Regions from separate parts of the Mus musculus genome. Here all the other regions are linked to region 3. Evidence: chromatin contacts called from public HiChIP or PLAC-seq data. All regions are on one chromosome and are shown on one strand. The core of a region is the stretch at or near the end of the contact, and the rest is flanking DNA. Distances in the headings are between cores, read along the strand shown. Region 1 has its middle 28 kb from the start of Gm40607. Region 2 has its middle 25 kb from the start of Gm40607. Region 3 has its middle 69 kb from the start of Tnfaip3.

Region 1 (3,813 bases), core at 1,271-3,770, 270 kb before region 3:
CTCTGTGTTTGCATTTGTTATAAAGAAAGGTACTATATTTATTATTTAAAATCCAATTATTAATAGAAAGTGCTACCTGAACTTTAAAACATATAACTCCCTTGACTTGTAACTTCTTTTCATGTGATTATTACTAAAATTACATTTTAATAATTTAGTTAAATAATCACTTAAAGTTTCAATATCAATAATCTTGTAAAGGTCCTTATTTAAAAAAAATTAGAGTTGTTTGTTTTGTGTGTTTGAGCATTTGTCTGATTGTATGTTTGTAGGCCATGTGCACATATGGTATTTGAGAAAGTCCAAAGAAGGGCATCAGATCCCTAGAACTGGAGTTATGTTTGGCTGTGAGCCACTATGTTGGTTCTGGGAACCAAACCTAGATCCTTTGGTACAGCAAGTGCTCTTAACTGCAGAGCCATCACTCCAGACCTTGTAAAGCTCTTTCCAACACTGAAATTTAAAAATATAATACTGACCAGTATAACTCAAAGTTAACATTATGTAGCATGTGATATAAGAATTAGGACCAATTTGTCAGATGTTTCTTCAGTTTAGGAACTCATTGCTCATCAATATGCATTTGAGAGCTTTCTGTACTTAAGGCTTTTAAAGCTACATGTTAGAAACAAAGTCCTTCTCCTTGAAGAGCTGGCATTCTTTTGGAAAGGACAACACTCAGAAACTCATCTGCCACAAGAAGTGGATTAATAGATGAGTCTCTTGGGGCAGAGGGGGTTCCCACGCTGTGGGAAGGAGGACAAGGGAGCTTCCTAGGAGTTGACCCGAACTTGAACTTGTAAGATAGAAACTTTCCCAGGCAGAACACATGGGTGGGAGCGTTTCAGGCAAAATAAACATCACAAATAAAGGAATGGGCACATCAAAGTTTTCAGCACAGAATTCGGCAGATAAGGAAGCTAGAAAACATGGTGAGAGCATCAGGGTTTCTCATAACATCAGTTCCTCTGGAAAATGCTCCCAGGTTACTACTGATTACTTCAATCACATGACAGCTTCCTCTGTGGACACAACACATTAGAATAGATATATCCCTAAATAATAGCACCTATACATGTATACAAAGCTATGGTTTTACATATTGACTATGTGGGGGAAAAAAAAGGAAGAAAATTAACTTGAGAACGTGAGACATGCCTACTCATTTAGCCAACAGTTAAACATTGGATGAACAAGACAATAAAGGCAGGCTGCTGGGCCTGGTGGTTGGGGCTTGTTATCCCAGAACGTTCTTTCCTCCTGTTTTAGTCAACAGTGTTTAAGTGTATTTGTCTGACTCAGATTTTAGTAAGTTTGTAGTGAATGGACAGTAACGCCTTGCTAGAAGGTGCTTCCTGAATGGTAGTTCTTGGTTTGTGTTAGTTTCAGTTTGGGTCATCTTTCCTCTCCCGAGGCTTAGAAGGAAATTGTCAATAGGACAATTTCCTCAAACCAAGATGGAGACTCAGAATGAACAATGAAATTTACATGTAGCGCCTAACCACTGCAATGGACCTATTGATAATTATTGTGACCGTAGGATCTCTTTCAAGAGATTTAAAATCCATGAGTCTCTATCACAAAACTCCCATGGTCTCTTACAGTGAAGCCTATACAGTATTTCTTGGTTTTCTTCTTTCAAAAATGTCAACATCCTTATTTAAAAAACAACAATGGCAAGAATATACTATTTGATTTATTAAGCTCTTTTTACTCACAAAGGCACCTTATTGGCTCCATCTAGTGAACTAACATAATAACACAGTGGACACCTTGTCTTAAGTGAAAAATTCTCAAATTAACAATTAGTATTTAAACAAAATTATTTAAATTGAGCTGAATTTTAGTGAAAACTTTGTAGTTTTAGCATTTAATATCCAACTAATTGCCAATAAAAAGCAATGAGTGTTGTGTTGAAGAAGTATTATAGTGACAAGGCAGTTAATATATATTCCCTCTAATACATAAGTACAACTAAAATTCCCTTGTACGGTAAAGTGATGTTTGCTTCAGTGGCAGAATATTCCACAGAAACCCACATAGTCCAAACTTGGCTACCTTTTACTCCAGACCTTATGACAGAGTGTGTGAGAAAATATTTCTCTGAAGATTTAGAATTGTAGCTTGTGTCGTACAAAGAATTATGTGGAGGATAAATAGCTAGGCCCCAGATATGTTTTCAATAAATATATTGTTTTCATAGACGTGCCATCTGCAGCATCCATGAATGTGTGGGACTCTAGACAAAAGCCAGTCTTTTCTGTGTCTGAGAGAAATATTGGTTAAGTCATTTGGATTTTTCTTCTCAAGAGTTTGAAATTCAGAGCCAAGGTATTAGTGTTTGAGTGGTGTCCAAGGCAAAGGAAAGGAACTTCCCTTTGTCGAAGTTTCTGAATCTTCCAGAGGCTGAAGAAGCTGGGGGTAGGGGCGGGAGTGTGCGTGGGGGTGGGAGTGGGAGTGCATTGCCTCTTCCACAGATTCTAATGCATGTGCTAATACTTCTTAAATGAATGCCTTCTTTGTGTAGACTACAGATTCATTATTTATTTGGTTTCCTTTACATTACATGTAGCTGGAGGACCCTGTAAAGCAGCTTTGGTGTGTTGTGAGGAAAAAAGAGACAAAAGTGGAGTGTTGGTTGGGCATCAATCAGAAGTGACAGCCACATCTTCACACCAAGGAGAAGGAAACCGCTTCCAAGCCACCTCCTTCCTTTAGTTGCTCTGGTTGTCTTGAGTCACTGTACAAAGGCCTGGTTTCAGCACTTTCCATTGCCAGCTCTCACACTGTGCTGCTCACCTTGGAGGCTTTAACTAGGTCTAGGATATTTTCTGTTTTGGACTGAGGTTTCATACACATCAAAGAAACCAATGAGCAAACAAGACAACAAATTCTGATTCTCCGGAGCCCATTTAATATTACATTGGAGTATTGTTTGGGGGCTGTTATTATACTAGGAATACAATAGAGTCGTTGAATGAATCTTTTTGAACTGGAATCAAGAATTAGTGTTGATTCTCTGCACATTATCTCCAAGTGCCCAGCATGGCTAGTGTGCAGTTCATTATATGCAGGAGTCCATAGCAAACAGCCATATGGATTTTAAAACCAAGTACTGAGATGTCTTTAGCTTCTCTCAAATACAAAGCAGTTTCACTCATAGTGTACCTAGAGATGTGGCTTTTTACAAAATTGGTAGTTCCTACACTTTGAAAAGGAACAGACCTAAAAATAAGTTCCAAGGGGTTTCTTTTTTTTAAAAAAAAAAGTATGTATTTGGTTTTTGAGAAAATCATATATAAATACTGGATTTACATCATTGGCCTCTTCCCTCTCTTCCCTGCAGTTAATCAAATGCCTCCCCAACTCTTCCAATTCAGATTCATGATTCACGATTACCAGGGCCTGTTTATTTCCTGCAGGATGAGCTCAGTTACAGTGTATCAGCTGAAATGTATTTGCCTAGCATGCATAAACAAAGCTTCCAACTTGACGATCACTACACACACACACACACACACACACACACACACACACACACACACACACACACTCAGAAGAAGAGACAGAGACAGAAACAGAGATAGACAGAGAGGCAGAGGAGGAGAGCTTATAGCAGGCGAAACTTTTAAATAGTTTGTTTATGAATTGTTCATGGGTTAGGTATTTTGTCTGCATATATGCCTATATTCTACAAGCATGCAGGAACTAAGGAAACCAGAGGAGGGTATAAGGATCCCCTGGAGCACCCCAAGTTTGAGTAGGTCCTCAAACTTGAACCCATGACCTCTATAGGAGCAGCATATACTCCTT
Region 2 (3,869 bases), core at 203-2,702, 320 kb before region 3:
GAGCTAGCATGCCAGGCTCTCTGATCTTGATTCCTAACTCATTTTGCATCTTGCTCCTGCTAGTAGATGTCTACAACCTTTAATCTTATTACGTTGTATCCTGCCTAAATGTGGAACTCCTTTCAAACGTCTTATAATGAAATACAGATTCTTATCATTGTGTATATTTATTCCCATGCTCCCCCACCCTGTTGGCATCTATATGTCACATGTTTTAATTTGTTCTTTTACAAGTTCTTTTTTCTTCAACAAATCTATCTCATGCTACTAGAACCCTGCCCTACCCCAACTCCAATGTGTACTTCAACTATGGAGCAGTGTGAGGTCCAACCTTCAAAACCAACAATGAAGAAGGGTTGTGGGAGGGATGAACGGAGGCTGAAGGGGATCTAAGGAATTGTAGACAGTTAGGACATACATTATTCATAGCACACAGCACTAAGCAGGCAGATGCCAGCAGACCAAGCACAAGTTGGCTCATATAGGTAAGCATGATTACACACAGTGACTGGCACATTGGCTCAATGAGGTAGGGACAACAAAGGCTGACAGATATGAAGGGCCCAACCTTTTTACCTCAAAGCCATGTTTATACAGAATTACACAAAAGTGACATTTTGTCAGAGATATGTCACATGACAGATTGCATTACTGTTTACTTTTAGGTTTCCTAAACAGCCAATGTCTGTCATTTTGTGCTGTCTTATGGCTCCCCCATGCCCAGTGTTAGTTGTCTTAGTCCATATTGGGTATTGATATCAGCACTATAGTCTCTGAACAGAAACTGGCTTTTATAGCCTTTTGTTTCCTATAATAGATTCTGAATGCCCCAACCTACTCCATGCAAAATTAATAGTCTTTATACAAGCTCCTGCTATACTCCACACATCTGAGCTACATTTGTTCTCTCATGTATCCCATGTACATTTGGATTATGCCCATGTCACTGTCCAAGGAGATAGGTGCACAAACCAAGAAGTTAAGTTGTGACTAGAGAGAATCAGCGCTAAGAGGGGAAAAAACAAAACAAAACAAAACAAAACAAAACAGTGATCATCATAGTCCACAAAGAGTATCATTAGTGTGAAATAATAATGAAAACATACAATTTGAACTTGAGCTTGGAGATCTTCTGCAGGATAATACTCATATTAGCCTTATGAATTACTTTCTATATAAAGCATTGCTCATTTTTACACATTAGCAGAGTGGGAGTGCTTCTCTATCTATATGCTAATATATGAATGTTCTAAAACATATTTATGAAATATTCAAAGTAAGGAAGGCCTGAGATTGGGACTGGGTAGATACCGTTTACGATCTCACGCAGTCAAGTAGAACTGGTAGAGTTAAAAGGAGACCGTTCTCAGGCACTGTGTAGAGGCTCTCTCTTAGTCAGGTTCATTGACTACAAGCAACAGATACAGATTCAGTTCACGTTAACTAGGAATGGTGCTTTAGCAAGCAAGCCCTCTAATACTGAGCCACATGATTGGGCCAGAGGAAAACAACTCATGACGTCTGTGGCTAACCAGATGATGCAAGACAAGATAAAATACACTTCTTGGAGAATAAGAAGGAATCATGATACCTATAAGAATCAGAAAAACAAAACAAAACAAAACAAAACAAAACAAAACAAAACAAAACAAAACACCCACCCTCTCCCTGTTTGTAAATATGCTAAGTCTTCCCGGAAGACCAGTTACTTCCCCTTCACCAAGCACCACCACCATCATTACTAACCACAACCTTTCTCCAAAGCGACAATCAACTCTAGCAACGCTGCAGATGCCCTCTGGGTTTGGAGTCCTCCTGAGCAGAATTTCAGGTCCTAGCCCACTTCCTGATTGTTTACAGGCACAGGGATGGGGGAGGGGACTTTCTCCTTCCTTTTCAGTAGGTGCAGGTGTGAGCCAGGGAGTTATTCATACGAATGAATGACTCATGAGTAAGATATGAATCTTCCTGTATGAATCATTATCACAAAGACCCCTCAAACAGTAAAAAAGATAAGATACCAGAAAGTCCACCATCATTATTCTGTTGTTCACTCCAAATTGATCTTATGGTACTTAGACTAGAAGTCTTACATTCAGTATTTGCTTTTAATTTTAAAATTAAAACAATTTCAATGAATTTTTTTTGATCAAACTTTAAAATCTCCTAAGAGAGCCTATCTGAATTTCCTATGGTATGATAAACCCTTAAGAGTTTTAGTGGGATTTGTCAAGTAACTAGCACGGACCTTTTTTCTCAAGGGCAGACATGAGAGTACACACCACACTGTGAACTGGCTCGTGGTAACTTTATCTTTTCCTCTCCTCTGGTGTTTTCTTATATAATAGAAGCTGGAAGCAGCGCTCAACCTTTTTTGCCTGCTTTGTTTGTAATTTCGGTCTCAGGTATGAAGCTGGTTTTGACAACTGAATCCTCTGAATACCAGAAGCGACATTTTAGGCTCTCTCTCTCTCTCTCTCTCTCTCTCTCTCTCTCTCTCTCTCTCTCTCTCTCTGTCTCTCTCTCTCTTATCTAACTTGCCCTCACAAATACCACAAAGCTATTGTTGGAAGAGCTATTTTCCAGAAGTCCTTGGGGTGGGCCCTGAATGGCATGCTCGGGTTTGCCTAATGTACAAGGCACAGGTCTTTCTTTATCCAGCCATCTTCTCAGGGCTGTGTTTATAATAAGTGGCCTTAGTAGATGGGGTGGTAATTCCTTTTGGAGCAAAGTCTCCTTTACAAACTCACTTAGTGCTTGTTTTATATGGAACTCACAACGTCACTTCTCCTGATCAGGCTTAATACAAGCATGCTATTGATAACGGTTTAACTAGGACTCCTCCATAAGTTCAGCAAACTTTCTGCAAAGGACCAGAGAATAAATATTTTAGGTTTTGAGGGACAGTGTGAACTCTGATAGACATGCAACTGTGCCATTTTACAGCCAATGCAACCATAAATGATAGCAAATGAATTAGCATATTTATGTTCCAAGTGGACTCTATTTATACACAGCAGGTGATGGGCAAAATATGACTTCTCTGGAAGACAGAAAGTCCTACATCTTGTGTAAACTCGAGTCTGTGGAGGAGACAAGCCTGATTACCAACTTCAGACTAATGAGTGATTGGTCAGAAATGTTGATAAACACAGAAATGGCTCCTTGATGGGCCACTTTGTGAATATCGGTGTGACACTGGCTAAAAGATCTCTGAAACTCACAATTAAACCCCTTAGGGATGAGAGTCAGTTATTCACCCTCAATTAAAATATCATAATTACTTTATAACAGTGTTGTTGAACCTGAACTATGCTAGACTGAAAACATTTGGTTTGTTTTTAATATACCTACTCTTGACCATGTTTCTGGGATATTCCTATCTCTCCAGGAGATTTGTACCACAATTTATACTTATTATGCTATCATTATCTCAGTAATTTCTTTTCCATGTGTAAGCTTTTATTAAAAAAATCCAAAAGGATCTCTTATTAAATTAAGATGAAATGGCAATTAATCTACAACATTATCAAAGACAGGAACAGGCATTTATCTGAATCTCTGTTTATAGACATCAATGGCCAGTTAGTGTACTAATATTTAGGAGGACAACATGATAAAAGACTTCCCTCCTCTGTTAGCTCATTCTGTATTAACATATTCTTGTCACCAGTTAGGCAATTAACAGAGACTAAAGGAATACTAATTGTAGTCTTCCCTGCCAATATGCCAGGTCAACTTTGTTCCTGGGAGCTTGGTAGTTGATTCATAATCATTATAAGGGATAAAAGACAGCAATTCTCTTGATATTACTACGGAAATGGATGTCAGCAAAGGGCCCTTCTTACATGACTTTGTTGTAAAATAAA
Region 3 (3,613 bases), core at 146-2,645:
CTCCCATTCTTTTTATTTAGTTACTGCTTGCATACATGTATTTAAATATACTTATATATTCCCAAAGATAAGCTGTTTAGTCCATATAATGCCTCTTGTACACTTGACCGTATGTCTTCAGGGCTGACCACTTGGTGTTGGACAACTAACTGGTATGCTCTTCCCTGGGAAGGGCCACACCTCTTGGTCCCAGAAATACTCAATTGCCTATAGTTCTTTGTGTAGGACTGAGGCCTTGTGGGTTTTCCTCTTCAGTTTGGAATGTTTGTTGCTGTCCTCTTTGCTCAGCCCATGCTTAGTTGGTTATACTGGATAGACTTCATATGTGTAGCTTCTGATGTAACTAGGGAACACAATCTCACAGCAAAGCCCTCTGACTTAGGGGGCTCTCCCAATTCCCCTTCCTTCCACAATGTCCCTTGAGCCTTGGGTGTTCAAGTGTTTTGTGGATGTATCCACTGAGGCCAGCCTCCACAACTCTCTCTGTTGATTGGTCACCCTCTGTTGCAAAGATAAGTTCCCTTGACCTGGACTGAGGAGTACACTCACCTGTGGGTATTTGTCCTTATTTAAGTAGAAATGTTTATAGATTATTGATAGGGGTTATGTTAGTTTAGTAAACTAGTGGTTGAAGATTCCTCCAGTAAAAATGACTTCACTAGTACTGATTAGTTAGCTAAGTATCTAGTACCAGCTACAGTATCCCTTTCGTAGAGTGGGTCTTAAATCCAATTAGAAAATTGTAGGCTACTGCCAAAGTATGTGTGCCACTATTGCACATGTAAGGGTATAGTGCCACATTGGTCTTTGATGTGGTTCATAGGTATGCGGGACTGTAGATTGCCTCTCTCCTTTGGAAGCTTGCAAAGTATTTTTTTTGGTACCATGAAAACTAGTCCTTAGGGAGCACTCACTTCAGTTCCAGATCGCAGGCCTCTGGGCCTTGTTTCTTTAGTGCATCTTATCAGCAATAGGGACTCACCTTCCACCATTGGGAAGTAATTAAACACAACAGCAATAGGCTGTGTTTTGGGCGATTTTCTTAGACAGCCCTAGCCCACAACTTCAAATGAGGCTTCTCATGGCTGGAGTTGGGGGAATTGTTAGCAAGTCTGTGGCTCTCAAAGAGAGAGTTAACTGACCTCCTGTAAGTTGCTTCTTTGCTATTGAAAAGCTCTTTCATTTTATAAGGTCCCATTTATCAGTTGTTGACCTTGTTTCCTGAGTAACTGTGGTCCTATTGAGAAAGGTTTTACCTATGCTAATTCCATCACACCCCAGTAAGAATGCTCTTTATTAAGAAAACAACAACAAATGCTGGCAAGGATGTGGTAGGAGTGTAAACTGATACAGTCACTACAGAAACCAATGTGGAAGTTTCTCATAAAGCTAAAAATAGATCTGCCATATGACTAGATAGCCCACTTCTGTGTGTACACCCAAAGGACTCTGTAGTCTATGATACTGACACCTGTATAGCCATGTTCACTCTTACCCTCTTCACAATAACTAGAAAATGGGAGCAGCCCAAATGTCCAGCAACTGATGATAATGTGTATATTCACACACTGGAATGTCCAGCAACTGATGATAATGTGTATATTCACACACTGGAATGTCCAGCAACTGATGATAATGTGTATATTCACACACTGGAATGTCCAGCAACTGATGATAATGTGTATGTTCACACACTGGAATTTTATTCAGCACTGAAGAACTGGAAGAAATTTCACTGAGAGGTAACACAGGCCCAGAAAGGCAAACACTGTATATTCTCTCTTACATACAGATATTAAACTCAAAGTGTTATATTGCTGTATTTTAAGTTAGGGTGAAATGTCAGCAGAGGCCAGGTAACAAGAAAGGAATCACAATAAATATCAGGTAAGAGGAAGAGAGCTTAAGGAGGGAAGTGTGAAACACAATATGAAAGTGGATTGGGGACCACTAAAGGAGGAAAGCTGGGATGGATGTGGAGGATAGAAAAAAGGTGGAAGAAGGTCAACTAAACCTAAGAATTATGAAAGAGCCATATAGGAACTGACAATTTTACAAGAGAACATAACAGAAATGTTTTTAACTGTGCCCACCCAACCCCCGCTAAAACCCTGGAGATTGAACAGAAATGTGGGTGGTCAACACTACTCTCAGAAAGTCACAGTTTTCAAAGTCAAGTTCCAGGGCAAAGTGAAGGAGACCTTCCCATGAGCTGTTGGCCAGAGAACCCACAGAGGCTCCCAAACAATACAGGCTGTTGCTGTTGCCAAGCTCTTGGTTGACAAGCAAAACTAAACAGCGACTTCTTATTGATGAAGACACCACGTATTCTGGGTACAGGTCACAAAGAAATGAACCTAAAGCTAAGCTCTAACTTTCCTACCTGCCCGCTAACATTCATAGTTCTGGAAGGTGCTATGCAGGTGGATGCAGGAAAGACATCCACAACAACCACACCCAATCATAGACCCTTGGTGTTATAATACTAAACTGACAGGAAAGATATGTCTACTGTTGGAATAGTGGTACGAATGCTCTGGAAAAGAACCAACAACTTCTGTATTAGATTTGAGGCAGAGGCATGGAAGGGAATACATGCCTGGCAATAAAGAATTGATTAAAGCCTAAGGTGAGGAAAGTCCCAGGCTATGGGAAATCTACTACTGATGTTGTATCAAATGGATTAACCTGCCTTGTAACCATTTATCTGTATACACATAGACTAGTGCAACTCTCAGCCTTGATTCAGCAGTGGGCAATGATGAGAGCAGGGATCTATAAGTGACCACAGTGATGAGACTAAATGACTATTGAGTGTTCACTTCCAACCAGGACATCTATGTAACCCTGCTCTTGTGTCCAGCAAACATCACAGAAGAGGGAATACAGGAGCATTGAAGGAGTTGATGGATGGGAAGGTCTGCGGTCACCTGTTTATGACATGATGGGTACAAACACAGATGCTCAGCAGCTGTGAATGCCTAAATGGGCCCTATAAACACAAAGGAAAGGGGTGGGCAGTGGTGGCACGTGTCTTTAATCCCAGTACTGGGGAGGCAAAGGCAGGTGGATTTCTGAGTCCGAGGCCAGCCTGGTCTACAGAGTGAGTTCCAGGACAGCCAGGGCTACACAGAGAAACCCTATCTCAGAAAGAAAGAAAGAAAGAAAGAAAGAAAGAAAGAAAGAAAGAAAGAAAGAAAGAAAGAAAGAAAGAAAGAGAGAGAGAGAGAGAGAGAGAGAGAAAGAAAGAAAGAAAGAAAGAAAGAAAGAAAGAAAGAAAGAAAGAAAGAAAGAAAGAAAGAAAGAAAGAACAGAACATCTTGTCTGTGATGCCTTCGGGGGGGGGCGGCTAGAAGGAGGCCAGCTGGGAATACAGGAGTCAGTAGGAGTGGGAGGTGGATGAGCGAGGCCATGGGGATGAAGGGGAGCACAGCGCATTGTGTCCAAGTGGGATCTAAACGTAATTAGAAGCATCTAGAGCAGCATCGCCACCTTGTCCAGGAGAAGGATCTTTACCTGACATCAAGTGTCCAGTGGACTCCCTATGTGCTAATTGTTTTATTCCTTTATAACGCAATAATAATCTCTTAACTGAGAAAATATATAAACATAA

What was found. HiChIP or PLAC-seq counts read pairs in DNA pulled down with a chosen protein or histone mark.
Region 1: a contact with region 3 is called in a BATF HiChIP or PLAC-seq map of CD8 T cells, with 7 read pairs. The contact joins two enhancer-like sites. A contact is called at or near these places in 2 of 15 datasets of contacts at CTCF or cohesin (CD8 T cells and the NIH/3T3 cell line), 1 of 484 Hi-C or Micro-C datasets (bone marrow-derived macrophages) and 8 of 115 datasets of contacts at active chromatin or transcription factors (CD8 T cells, the HPC-7 cell line, effector CD8 T cells and 2 more).
Region 2: a contact with region 3 is called in a BATF HiChIP or PLAC-seq map of CD8 T cells, with 5 read pairs. The contact joins two enhancer-like sites. A contact is called at or near these places in 1 of 15 datasets of contacts at CTCF or cohesin (the NIH/3T3 cell line) and 1 of 115 datasets of contacts at active chromatin or transcription factors (CD8 T cells).

Annotation. Positions count from the first base shown.
Region 1 is chr10:19,214,013-19,217,825 of GRCm38.p6, reverse strand. No RefSeq gene overlaps it. Among named protein-coding and RNA genes, the nearest start is that of Gm40607, 28 kb to the left of the region's middle. Within about 2 kb of position 2,520, at least 10 of the 459 cell types and tissues checked have an H3K27ac peak or open chromatin away from gene starts, as enhancers often do. A contact at or near this core is called in CD8 T cells and effector CD8 T cells, where this site is marked.
Region 2 is chr10:19,266,219-19,270,087 of GRCm38.p6, reverse strand. No RefSeq gene overlaps it. Among named protein-coding and RNA genes, the nearest start is that of Gm40607, 25 kb to the right of the region's middle. Within about 2 kb of position 1,452, at least 23 of the 459 cell types and tissues checked have an H3K27ac peak or open chromatin away from gene starts, as enhancers often do. A contact at or near this core is called in CD8 T cells, where this site is marked.
Region 3 is chr10:18,944,688-18,948,300 of GRCm38.p6, reverse strand. No RefSeq gene overlaps it. Among named protein-coding and RNA genes, the nearest start is that of Tnfaip3, 69 kb to the left of the region's middle. Within about 2 kb of position 1,395, at least 5 of the 459 cell types and tissues checked have an H3K27ac peak or open chromatin away from gene starts, as enhancers often do. A contact at or near this core is called in CD8 T cells and effector CD8 T cells, where this site is marked.